2 separate regions of the Sus scrofa genome follow, and region 1 is linked to region 2. The links are chromatin contacts, called in public HiChIP or PLAC-seq maps. All regions are on one chromosome and are shown on one strand. The core of a region is the stretch at or near the end of the contact, and the rest is flanking DNA. Distances in the headings are between cores, read along the strand shown.

Region 1 (5,767 bases), core at 2,635-5,134, 150 kb before region 2:
GGGTTTCAAGAAATAGGAAATAGGAGAGTTAAGAATTTGGTACATGAAAACATCAGACTTGGATCTGACTAACATCTAGAGCCAGAAGTTCCCTAGTGGTGCAGTGGTTTAAGAATCTAGTGTTGTCACTTAAGTGCTGCAAGTGGCTGCTTTGGCGTGGGTTCATTCCCTGGCCTGGGAACTTTTTCATGCTGTGAGTATGGCCAAAAAAAAAAACAGGAAATGTTACCCCTCAAGAGTGCAATCACCAAATCCAGTCTGTAAGAAATTCTCAGGCAAACAACCTTGTGTGTTTTTAGAGCCACACCTGTGGCATAGGAAGTTCCCAGGCTAGGGGTTAAATTGGAGCTGCAGCTGCAGGCCACAGCCACAGCCACGCCAGATCCAAGCCACATCTGTGACCTACGTTGCAGCAACACCAGATCCTTAACCCACTGAGCAAGGCCAGGGATCTAACCTGGGTTTCTTAACCCACTGAGCCACAGTGAGAACTCATACCTAGTTTGTTTTTTGTTTTTTTGTTTTTTTCCAGTAAATCAGTTGCAAGCCAAGAGAGACAGAGACAGAAACAGAGAAAAAAAAAGACCCATAGATCATAAGTTGATTTGTAGGCGTTCCTGCTGTGAGGCACTGGGATCCGCAGGGTCTTTGCAGCATCAGGATGCAGGTTTGATCCCTAGGCCGGCAAAGTGGATTAAAGGATCTGGCATTGCTACAGCTGCAGCAAAGGTCATGGCCTGTATCTGATTCCTGGCCTGGGAACTCCATATGCTGAGGGTGGCCAAAAAAGATTTTAAAAAGTGATTTGCAATATATCAATTATTTGTAATGTATGGACTATATTGGGCCTTTAATTCATGATTTGAGCAATCAAATAAATTTGAGCACCAGTTATTGGAGATGTTAAGAAATTATTGTTGATTTTTTTTTAGGTGTAATAACGCTAGTGAGTTGTGTTTTAAAACTTTATATTTTAGAGCTACACACTGAAATATTTATGGATGAAATGATGTGATGTTTGAGATATGCTTCAAAAATAACTGGGAAAAGGGGGATGGAGTAGGTGGGGTACACATGAAACAAGATTGGCCATGAGTTGGTAAAGTTAGTTTATGGATTCATTGGGATTTATTATTATATTATTCTGTCTGCTTTTGTATATGTTTGAAATTTCTGTTGTAAAAATCTTTTTTTTTTAAACTGATGTATTAAATAAATGCTTATATGCCTTCAGAAGTTATGAAGAGGGGGATTATAAAACAATGTATCCTTAGTGAATTTCCTGCAGAGGCAACATCTTGTAGTATTTTTTTCCCCAAACATCCTCATTATAAAAGATGAGAATGGTTCAAAGAAATAGGAACAACAACAACAACAACAAAGAGAGACAAAAAGACAAAAATAAATAAATAAATAAATAAATAAATGGAGTTCCCGTCGTGGCGCAGTGGTTAACAAATCCGACTAGGAACCATGAGGTTGCGGGTTCGGTCCCTGCCCTTGCTCAGTGGGTTAACGATCCGGCGTTGCCGTGAGCTGTGGTGTAGGTTGCAGACGCGGCTCGGATCCCGTGTTGCTGTGGCTCTGGTGTAGGCCGGTGGCTACAGCTCCGATTCAACCCCTAGCCTGGGAACCTCCATATGCCGCGGGAGCGGCCCAAGAAATAGCAACAACAACAACAACAAAGAGAGACAAAAAGACAAAAAAAGAAAAAAAAAAAAAAAGAATGGTTCAGAAATGTCCCCATAGAAAGTGAAAGTCCATCTCTTTACTCAATTTTTTTTTTGGTCTTTTTGTCTTTTCTAGGGCCGCATACGAGTCATATGGAGGTTCCCAGGCGAGGGGTCTAATTGGAGCTGTAGTTGCCGGCCTATACCACAGCCACAGCAACTCAGGATCCGAGCTGCGTCTTTGACCTACACCACAGCTCATGGCAACACCAGATCCTTAACCCACTGAGCGAGGCCAGATATTGAACCTGCAACCTCATAGTTCCTAGTCAGATTCGTTAACCACTGAGCAATGATGGGAACTCCATCAAATAATATTTTTAAAATACTGGAACTTGCCATGTCAATTGCATTTGGTGCAAAAGATGTTTCTTTTTTCATTTATGAAATGCATGAGAAACAAAAGTTAGATCAGAGTTTGGAGAGAGCCGATTGAACCACATTGTTTTTGCTTTGCAAAAGGGCTATTAACAGTTGTTCCAGAGTTAAAAAACAAAACAAAACAAAAACCTGTCCATGCTAACCCATTATATAGTGAAAACTAAAGCCAGAGAGGCAACGTGGAATGCTCCAGTGTGCCTCTATCCCTGCCTTAGTGCGGATGGCAGCTGTAGATTGGTTCTGTGTGGTTAGGCCTTCCATGAAGGGGAATTTGAGCCGGAGAGCTTAAACATCCTCAGCAGTGCTAATTGGGAGATGTGGAGGGAGGGGATTTCCACTCTTTGTTAATAAGCTCTCCAGGCACATTTCCTCTTTGTTTTTGCATTTCCTCAGCTGTGCAGCAACTGTAGAGAAGTAAGATGTGATTTCCTGCACTTAAAGGAATGCTGGCTTCTCTTTTGGGGACTTATCATTGGAAGAGTGGAATGTGTATGGCTTGAGCTACCCTCACTGATGATTTAAATATAGTTTTAAAAAAATTACCTCACGGCCTTTGTGTCAGTACCAGATATGCTCAGATGATTTGAATTAGCAGATAAACCCAGCTTCCTCAAAGGTAGGCATCCTTCTTGATGGACCCCTGCTTTCATTAGCAGTGTGATACTTTGCAAGCTGACTGGCAAGTGCAGAACCACCACAGAACTCCCTCCAGCCTCATCTCTTATTAGTTTCCCCTCCAAACACCTGCTTCAGCTGGCGTTGGCTACTCGCTGGCTCTGGACTGCTTTGCTGTTTTCTTCCTCTGCTTTTCCCCTTCATCTAAAATGCATAGAGTACATTTTCCATGTCTCCCAAGTCCTGTTTTTCCTACAAGACTTGTCTCAAGTCCCTTTTCTTCCACAACCCTTTTCGACCTCTGTATCTATCTTTTCTTCCTTTGAACGGAGAGCATTTATGAACTTTGGCACACATTTGGCTGTTAATCCTATACCATATGTTCTTGTTTTAGTGCTGAGTTTTTCACATCAGCATCTGTTGTCTCTTCAACCACAGTATAAACTCTTCGAGGGACATGGCACCCTTCTTAATGTTTGGCATCTAGTAGGTGTGCAATAAATCTTATTTATGTGTTAAATTATCCAAGGTTTATATTTCTTAGGTCATAGTTACCATGCATTTAATGATACCTTTTAGAAGTTCCCACTGTGGCACAGTGGGTTAAAGGATTCCGCATTGCCGTACTGCAGCATAGGTCACAACTGCAGCTCAGATCTGATCCCTGGCCTGGGAACTCCATATGTCATGGAGTAGCTGAAAAAGAAAAAAAAATTGTACCATTTAATCATCATAATAACTTTGAGGGAAGGAGTATTATAAATACAGAGGGGAAACTGAAGCTCAGAGAAGTTAATTAACTTGCCAGAGCTACACAGTTTTAAGTTATGAAGCCAGGACTCAAATGCTCTTTGGATTCTGTTACACATGCTGTTATACTATACCAGTAATCCTACCTCCTCATTAGTCTGTTGTATGTTTTCTGAGGGTGGAAGAGTGCTTAATATTTAGCTGCTATCGCTTGCTTAGTTAATGGCAACAGAAGAAAAGTGCTGCAGATGTGAATTAGCAGTAGTTGCTAGCAGCGTTGATGAAACGGATGCACACTGTGTCAAAGTTCACAGGAAAGTAGAAATTTCCCTTAATCTCGATGATTACTGGTGGAATGACTCATCTTCCAGTTGTACATTGCTCTCAAGTTATTCAGTATTTGTGTATAAGTTAGACATGGCAGGGAAAACCACTGATGAGATGTCCAAGACACGTCACTTGAGCTGATGAGTATTCCCGGGATATCCCCAAGATTTCTACCTGAGTCTTCTTGCCCCATCCATTGCCTGCTTGACCCTTTCACCTTCTGGGTTTTTTTCAGAGTAAAAGCACTTCCCTTTTTTTTCCTGCCAAACACATAATTAGCTTCCATAGGCTACTTTCTTACCACTGTGATGCACAAAGATTTACTGTATGCCTGTTTAACATGAGTCAGATTTAGTGTTATTTAACTTAAGCACTAAAAATTCCAGGATTTAAGTTTTCCCCTTCTCTGTCCTTCTGTTCAGGATTTTTTTTCATTAAGAGGAACAAAAAGAGGAGTTCTTATTGTGGCTCAGAGGTAATGAACCCAACTAGTAACCATGAGGATGTGGGTTTGATGCATGAGCTGGATCAGTGGGTTGGGGAATCTGGCTTTGCTGTGAGCTGTGGTGTAGGTTGCAGATGCTGCCTGGATCCCACATTACTGTGGCTGTGGTGTAGGTCGGCAGCTGCAGCTCTGATTCAACCCCTAGCCTGGGAACTTCGATATGCTGCATGTGCGGACCTAAAATGACTCAAAAAAAAGACAAAAATACAACTCAAACAATTTTTTAAAATTTTATTTATTTATTTTTCTTTTTTGGGCCACACCCTTAGTATGTGGAAGTTTCAGGGCCATGGATTGAACCTTGAGCCACAGCAGTGACCCAAGCTGCTACGGTGACAACACTGGATCCTTAACCTGCTGTGCTGCAAAAGAACTCGTCATTGAGTAAAGGTGCTAGTAAATTCTGCTTCATTGCTATGAGAAAATTTTGAACTTTGGTGGCTTTTGCAGGTGCCACTGATAAATTGTTTTCTGCTTTATAAACTAAATAGATCAATCAACTCTATGAAGTAATGAGTTGAGTGGGAGTCAGAAATAGAGGGCTATTTTTTTTTCTTTTTTCTTTTCTTTCTTTCTTTCTTTCTTTTTTTTTTTTCTTGGCTAAACCTATAGCATGTGGAAGTTCCTGGGCCAGGGATTAAACCTGCACCAGGGAACCGAGGTGGGGTTTTTGTTTTTTTGTCTTTTTGTGTTTTTTTGTTTTTTGTTTTTTTTTGCTTTATATGGCCAAACCTGGGGCATATGGAAGTTCCTAGGCTAGGGGTTGAATCACAGCTGCAACTGCCAGCTGAGCTGCATCTGCCACCAGCTCACGGCAATGCTGGATGGCTAACCCGCTGAGCAAGGCCAGGAATCAAACTCAAATCCTCAAAGATAGTAGTTGGGTTCATTACCACCGAGCCACAATGGGAACTCCAGGTATATTTTTTATGTAGTCATTAACTTGGTCTTCTTTCCCCTCTGCATCTCAAATTTCTCGTAGGATTTTTCTGAGAATAAAATCAAAAGGTATATGCAGTGTAAAGTAATCTGAAAGGTTGCACTACAGGCAATCCCCAGCAGAGAACACTTGATTTATGAATCATCTCTACATGCATGTGTACTGCAGGAGCTGTGGATATAGCGTTTCTCAAGAGGATGGGCTGGGTGATCTCTGGCCCTGAATATGGAGGAACAATTGACATGTAGACATATTTTTCTTACACATATAGAGGCAGTTAGGTTATTACCACTATAGAGATTCATCCATTCTGCCACCCTATGAAGACAGAAACCCATTTCTGGGTTAGGAACAGGAAGAAGGGAAGTGATTTTCCCAGTATCCTATTTTAAAACCCTAGGAGTTTTAAATGGTGACAAACTCTTGGTAGAACTTATTCTGTTTACCAAAGCACACATAGAGGCTTTTGTAGCATAGACTTTTTTGTAGTCAGCTCATTTAATTTTACTGAGTCCTTCC
Region 2 (5,679 bases), core at 1,900-4,399:
TAAAAGTGTAATGATTTCCCTCTAGTATTTAACCCTGCTTTTGACCTGTCACTTAAAAATTCTCCCTTGATTTCCTCAGTGATACTCTTCTCCTCCTCACTTTCCTTAGCTCTTCCTCCTCGACCTGGGCCCTTAAATTTTATTATTCATCATGTTTCTCTCCTTGGTCCTTCTCTCCTTTTTGTTCTGTCTGGGTGATCTCACCCACTTTCACAGCTTCATTTACTACATCCATTCCAGTCATTCTCTCATTAGGTTTAGCTCAGTCCCTTCCTGCTTGTCCCACAGATACTTCAAGCCTGAAATCATTGCTGTTTTCCTCTGTTCATCCCCAACTTCTTTTCTACCCCTGTCTCACCTTCCCAGGTTCTCTGTTTAGTCGTCAGTCTTTACCTCAGAATATCTGTTCCTTCCATCTCCTTTGTCACTTTTTCATTGTCACTTGCCTTTGACACCTAATTTATTTCTTTTCTCCTTTCTTACTCTTTCCTAGTCTGTTCCATATTGCTATAGGAGTTACTCTAAAACAAATTTTGATAGTTGCTCCCTTGGAAATATAAATTCCAAATTCCATAATAATGATGTGCAAGGCCCCTTACTGTTTCCTGCCAAGTTGCCTCTTTCTTTTACTGTATTTCTCTCTCACCTCAGGCTCCTATCCTAAAATAGGCAGCCAGAGTAATGATTAGCAACAGCCATGTGACAACACCAAGAGAGAAGAAATCTTGTTGTATAAAGGTATAAGATACTTACTGAAGGTCTTTCTTTCTGTTTAGGTATGATTTTAATTGGCATAGATGAAGAACAAGGCCCTCAGGTGTATAAGTGTGATCCCGCAGGTTACTACTGTGGGTTTAAAGCCACTGCAGCAGGAGTTAAACAAACCGAGTCAACCAGCTTCCTTGAAAAAAAAGTGAAGAAGAAATTTGATTGGACATTTGAACAGACAGTGGAAGTAAGCCGAAAGGAGCTGACTTTTTTTTTTTTTTAAATGGTATATGGAATAGTGAAGGTCATGGCATAATTGGCAGCCTGTTCCTGGGTTGTAGCATGATATCCAAGTTTGTCAGGTTAATAGTAAAATTGGTGTGACATGGAAACAATGAGGACTGCTTTTTTTCACCTAATTCCCTATCTCATTTCATGTGTTTGAAACTGCTTTCAACAAAACACATATAAAATGGGAAAATATGACTAGGAATCAAGACCATGCCCAAAGACCTGCATGGTTGTGATTTAAATTAGGCTTAAGCATCCTGGAAGCAAAAGTGAAAAAGTTGAGTCAGTAATATTTCTCTTATTGTCCTAAAGGAAAAACAGCCACACATTAAATTCCCAGAAGCAGGAGTTCCCATCGTGGTACCATGAAGTTGCAGGTTCGACCCCTGGCCTTACTCAGAGGGTTAAGGATCTGGTGGTTGCCGTGAGCTGTGGTGTAGGTTGCAGATGCGGCTAGGATCCTGCGTCGTTGTGGCTCTGGTGTAGACCAGCAGCTGTAGCGCTGATTAGACCCCTAGCCTGGGAACCTCCATATGCCAAGGGTGTGGCCCTAAAAACAAATAAATTAAATAAATAAATAAATAAATTCTCAGAAGCAGACATCTTCATAGTAAATATGCCTTCAGGATATCTTGGCAGAGAAATTATACCTGGGATGTGGAAGTAGAGCTAGCTTTAGATAGGGTTTCCTGAGGGGATTATTCATTATGATGGGGAAGTTTTAAATTGACAGGACAAGCCAACATTCTTAAACAAATACTTAGTAACATTAAACTAAAGCCTCTTATTTACTGCCAAGAAGTTAAAAACAGAATTTTAGTAGATTGTGGAAATGAGGGTCTGAGATAGTTATTCTAAAGAGTAACAACATAATTCTGATAAATGAGTAAAGAAAAATTACCATCTAATACTTTCTTGTTTGGTAGGCAGTATTATCATACACTAAGAGATGTGAAGCTAGTGTCTTGTTTAAATGTTTCTTAACGGTCTTGTTTTAAAAAATTCAAAATTACGTATAATTGATCACATCAGATATAAAGCCACTTAAAACATTCTTTACTTGTTATTACTGTAAATTCTTTGAAGGAAGATTGTATCATTGATCTTTTAAAAAAAAAAACTCAATAAATTTTTTATATGTATAGCTGTACAACCATCATCACAACCTAATTTTACATTTCCATCCCAAACCCCCAGCCCACCCCTCCCCACCCCCATATCATTCATCTTTATCCTCTCCCCATCTCACTCCAAACATATTGCCTGGCATGGAGTAATCATCAAGCAAATAGACTGTTTTGTGTAAATTATCCTATTCTGGTTTTGGACCCCTTTAATTTATGGTTCAACGTAAACAAGTTTCTTGTCAGGTGACATTAAAATAAAGCAGTCTGTGTGGCTATAGAACTACATCATTCAAACATGTAGCAAAAGTGATTAGCTTGTGGTTAACTCATGACTGAATAAGCTTGGAATGAGAAAATCTTGGAATCTCTGAAAAATACTGTATTATTTTAATATCAATATTTTTTTTCAGACTGCAATTACATGCCTGTCTACTGTTCTATCAATTGATTTCAAGCCTTCAGAAATAGAAGTTGGAGTGGTTACAGTTGAAAATCCTAAATTCAGGTGAGTTATATTGTCAGCCAGGTACTTGGAGAAGTTTGCCAAGTGATAAATTCTAGCCTAGAAAGGTGGAGGTTTATAGGTCCATTTGTCCTGTAACTTGAGGTAAAAATGCTTTTTTGAACTACAGTTAGACCACCTGGGACCACCCTACTGTTGGTTGTTGTTGATTCCTTTAGTACCTGAGAGATGGGTTTAAAACTTAATTGGATGTCTTTAAGACATAACTGCTTTTCTTCTCATTTTATATAAGGAGTAAAGTAAGCAGAAGTGTTTTTTCTGTTTTTAGCTTAAAGCCAATAGAAATTCACCCTCCCAAAGTAGTTTTCAGGTGGAGTTTTGATTAGTTAGTACATTTAAGTGGAGCTTTGAAGAACAATATGAAATACTAATATACATCAAACCCTATCTAGATATCTTTGAAACCCCCAAATTTTGCATATAGCTAATTGAATTGCAGATGCTGGATGCTGTCTGTTCTTACTCACTTAGTGACTAACTCCCACAAATCAACTTCACAGCTTCCATGAGTCAGATCTGTACTGGGTGCTTAACATATCAGCTCACTTAATCCTCCCAGCAGTTCTGTGAGGTGGTTTTCTTTTTCCATGAGCCTGGATGATCCTGTGAATAGCGAAAAATACTTCAGTTAAATCCACAGATGCACAGAAGCTGCTGGAAGGCATGTTAACTATTATGTGTGTCTAATCTTGGGTCACATTATAAAGACACGTGGTCATAGTTAGGGTTGGGGAAAAAAAGGTAGTAAACTAAGCTTAACCAGACCTTGAAGAGTTGAGTTAGAATATTTGTTTCTAATTTGTTATTTTTGTTGCCTTGCAGGTGATTAAAAAGTGAAAGATTTAAGGAAAATTTATAGAATTTTTTAAAAAGCAAAATAGAATTCAGTCTTCCCCATCTCCTGCCCCCGTCATTGAAAAGTTTGCTTTAAAAAAAAAACAACACAGTAAATTTCCAGCAGGAACAATTTATAGATATCTCTGAAGGACCTACAGTTGGTTCTTGTTTTATGTTCTGAGACCCTCCTATAGCCTTTTAAATTTTTTTGTTATTTGGCCATTCCTGCAGCTTGTTGAGTTTCCCGGCCAAGAATCCAACTAGCACCACAGTAGCAACCCAAGCCGGATTCTTAACCTGCTGCACCACAAGAGAACTCCAGCCTTTAAAATTTTTATTTCCATCTGTTAGTTAAATAGATAAGAAACGAAAGATCCTATATCTTCAAAAGGCCCTTGTATCATTTATAAATTCTGATAGTATACTTAAATAACTAGGATATATAACATAACCATCAACAACTATATAACTATTTGCATTACACTGCTTTATATTTCAGTTTGCACTAAAAAAATGTCACTTCTAGGAGTCCTCTGTGGCTTAGTGGATTAAGGATCTGGTGTTGTCACTACAGCAGCTCAGATTGCTGCACTGATGCAGGTTTGCTTACCTAGCCCAAGAACTTCCATTATTCCATGGGTGGGCCCAAAATATATTGTCACTTTAAGAAATTGTGCTCTTTTTTTTTGTTTGTTTGTTTTGTTTTTTAGGGCCACACCCTTGGCATATGCAGGTTCCCTGGCTAAGGGTCCAATCAGAGCTGCAGCCGCCGGCCTGTGGCAGAGCCACAGCAATGAGGGATCCAAGCCATGTCTGCAACCTGTATACCACAGCTCACGGCAATGCCGGATCCTTAACCCACTGAGCTTGGCCAAGGATCAAACCCATGTCCTCATGGATGCTAGTTGGGTTTGTTAACCACTGAGCCATGACTGGAACTCCCAACAAATTTTATTCTTAAAAGTCCACATTAAAGGTTGCCAATGGAGTTCCCATCATGGCTCAGTGGTTGACAAATCCGACTAGGAACCATGAGGTTGCGGGTTCGCTCCCTGGCCTTGCTCAGTGGGTTAAAGGATCCGGCATTGCCATGAGCTGTGGTGTAGACTGAAGACTCAGCTCGGATCCCGCGTTACTGTGGCTGTGCCACAGGCCGGCGGCTGCGGCTCCAATTTGACCCCTAGCCTGGGAACCTCCATATGCCACAGGAGCGGCCCAAGAAATGGCAAAAAGACAATAAAATAAAATAAAAGGTTGCCAAGCAGTTGATTTCTTTGGGGGAAACTTCATTTAGAAAATAGCATGTTCAGCACAGCATGCCTTGTCTCTCGGCTGCTAACAAACCTTTTATGCTAGGTATAAAGGTATTTTGACATAGAAGCTAAAATAGAATACTTTATGTATAGTCTAGTTTTATATTTGAATATTTGCTTTCATTGTTGCAACCATAATGGTTTTGCTTTCAAAAGACCTAATTCTAGATCTCATATCAAAGAAGTACACATTAGTGTGTATAAATGAAGTTGATACGATGTCTGGGAATCCTTCATAATAATTTGAAGGGATGAGTGTGGGGTATATAGATTTTTTAAAAATCAGCTATAAATTGGTAATTGTTGGGTGATAAATACACGGGGGTTCAGTACTATCCTACTTTTGTGTGTTTGGGGGGATTTTGCATAATAAAAAGTTGGAGACGTAAATAATGTGGAATTTTTCCCTTTGTCCTCTAGGATTCTTACAGAAGCAGAGATTGACGCTCACCTTGTTGCTCTAGCAGAGAGAGACTAAACGTTGTAGCTAGTTTACCAAATCCATGACGCCACTTATCTGTGTGTTTGGTAACAACAGACCAACCTATGGAGGCCCCTGGATTGAAAAAGGAACCTTTCCCACTCCTCCTGCCACTGAAGTGGTTAGGACTCTGTATAAATAAACACAGTGCTTTTGGAAAGTAATTGCATCCTGTCTTTTTTACCTCCAGTGTTAACACACAAAGGGTTAAATGTTCACCATCATCACATTTGGCTTTTTTCATTTTAATTAAGAGATCCAGGTTTCTTTGGCTTAGGTAATTTAACAGAAATTTAAACTCTAGCCTATATGGCATAATGAATACATTACAAACAATTTCTCATTCATTCCTAAACCTAGACTCCAAGTCCCACTGGAGATTTTAACTATAATAAAATG

The links. HiChIP or PLAC-seq counts read pairs in DNA pulled down with a chosen protein or histone mark.
Region 1: a contact with region 2 is called in an H3K27ac HiChIP or PLAC-seq map of alveolar macrophages. The contact joins two enhancer-like sites. A contact is called at or near these places in 1 of 47 Hi-C or Micro-C datasets (epiblast stem cells) and 1 of 2 datasets of contacts at active chromatin or transcription factors (alveolar macrophages).

The regions. Positions count from the first base shown.
Region 1 is chr7:64,727,093-64,732,859 of Sscrofa11.1, reverse strand. All of the region lies in intron 4 of KIAA0391 (mitochondrial ribonuclease P protein 3), which reads left to right. Among named protein-coding and RNA genes, the nearest start is that of PPP2R3C, 33 kb to the left of the region's middle. Within about 2 kb of position 3,884, at least 8 of the 83 cell types and tissues checked have an H3K27ac peak or open chromatin away from gene starts, as enhancers often do. A contact at or near this core is called in alveolar macrophages, where this site is marked.
Region 2 is chr7:64,578,006-64,583,684 of Sscrofa11.1, reverse strand. PSMA6 (proteasome subunit alpha 6) reads left to right here. Exons shown (of 7, transcript NM_001139472.2): 5 at 777-955; 6 at 2,537-2,631; 7 at 5,220-5,438. The coding sequence ends at 5,277. Among named protein-coding and RNA genes, the nearest start is that of PSMA6, 23 kb to the left of the region's middle. Within about 2 kb of position 3,149, at least 7 of the 83 cell types and tissues checked have an H3K27ac peak or open chromatin away from gene starts, as enhancers often do. A contact at or near this core is called in alveolar macrophages, where this site is marked.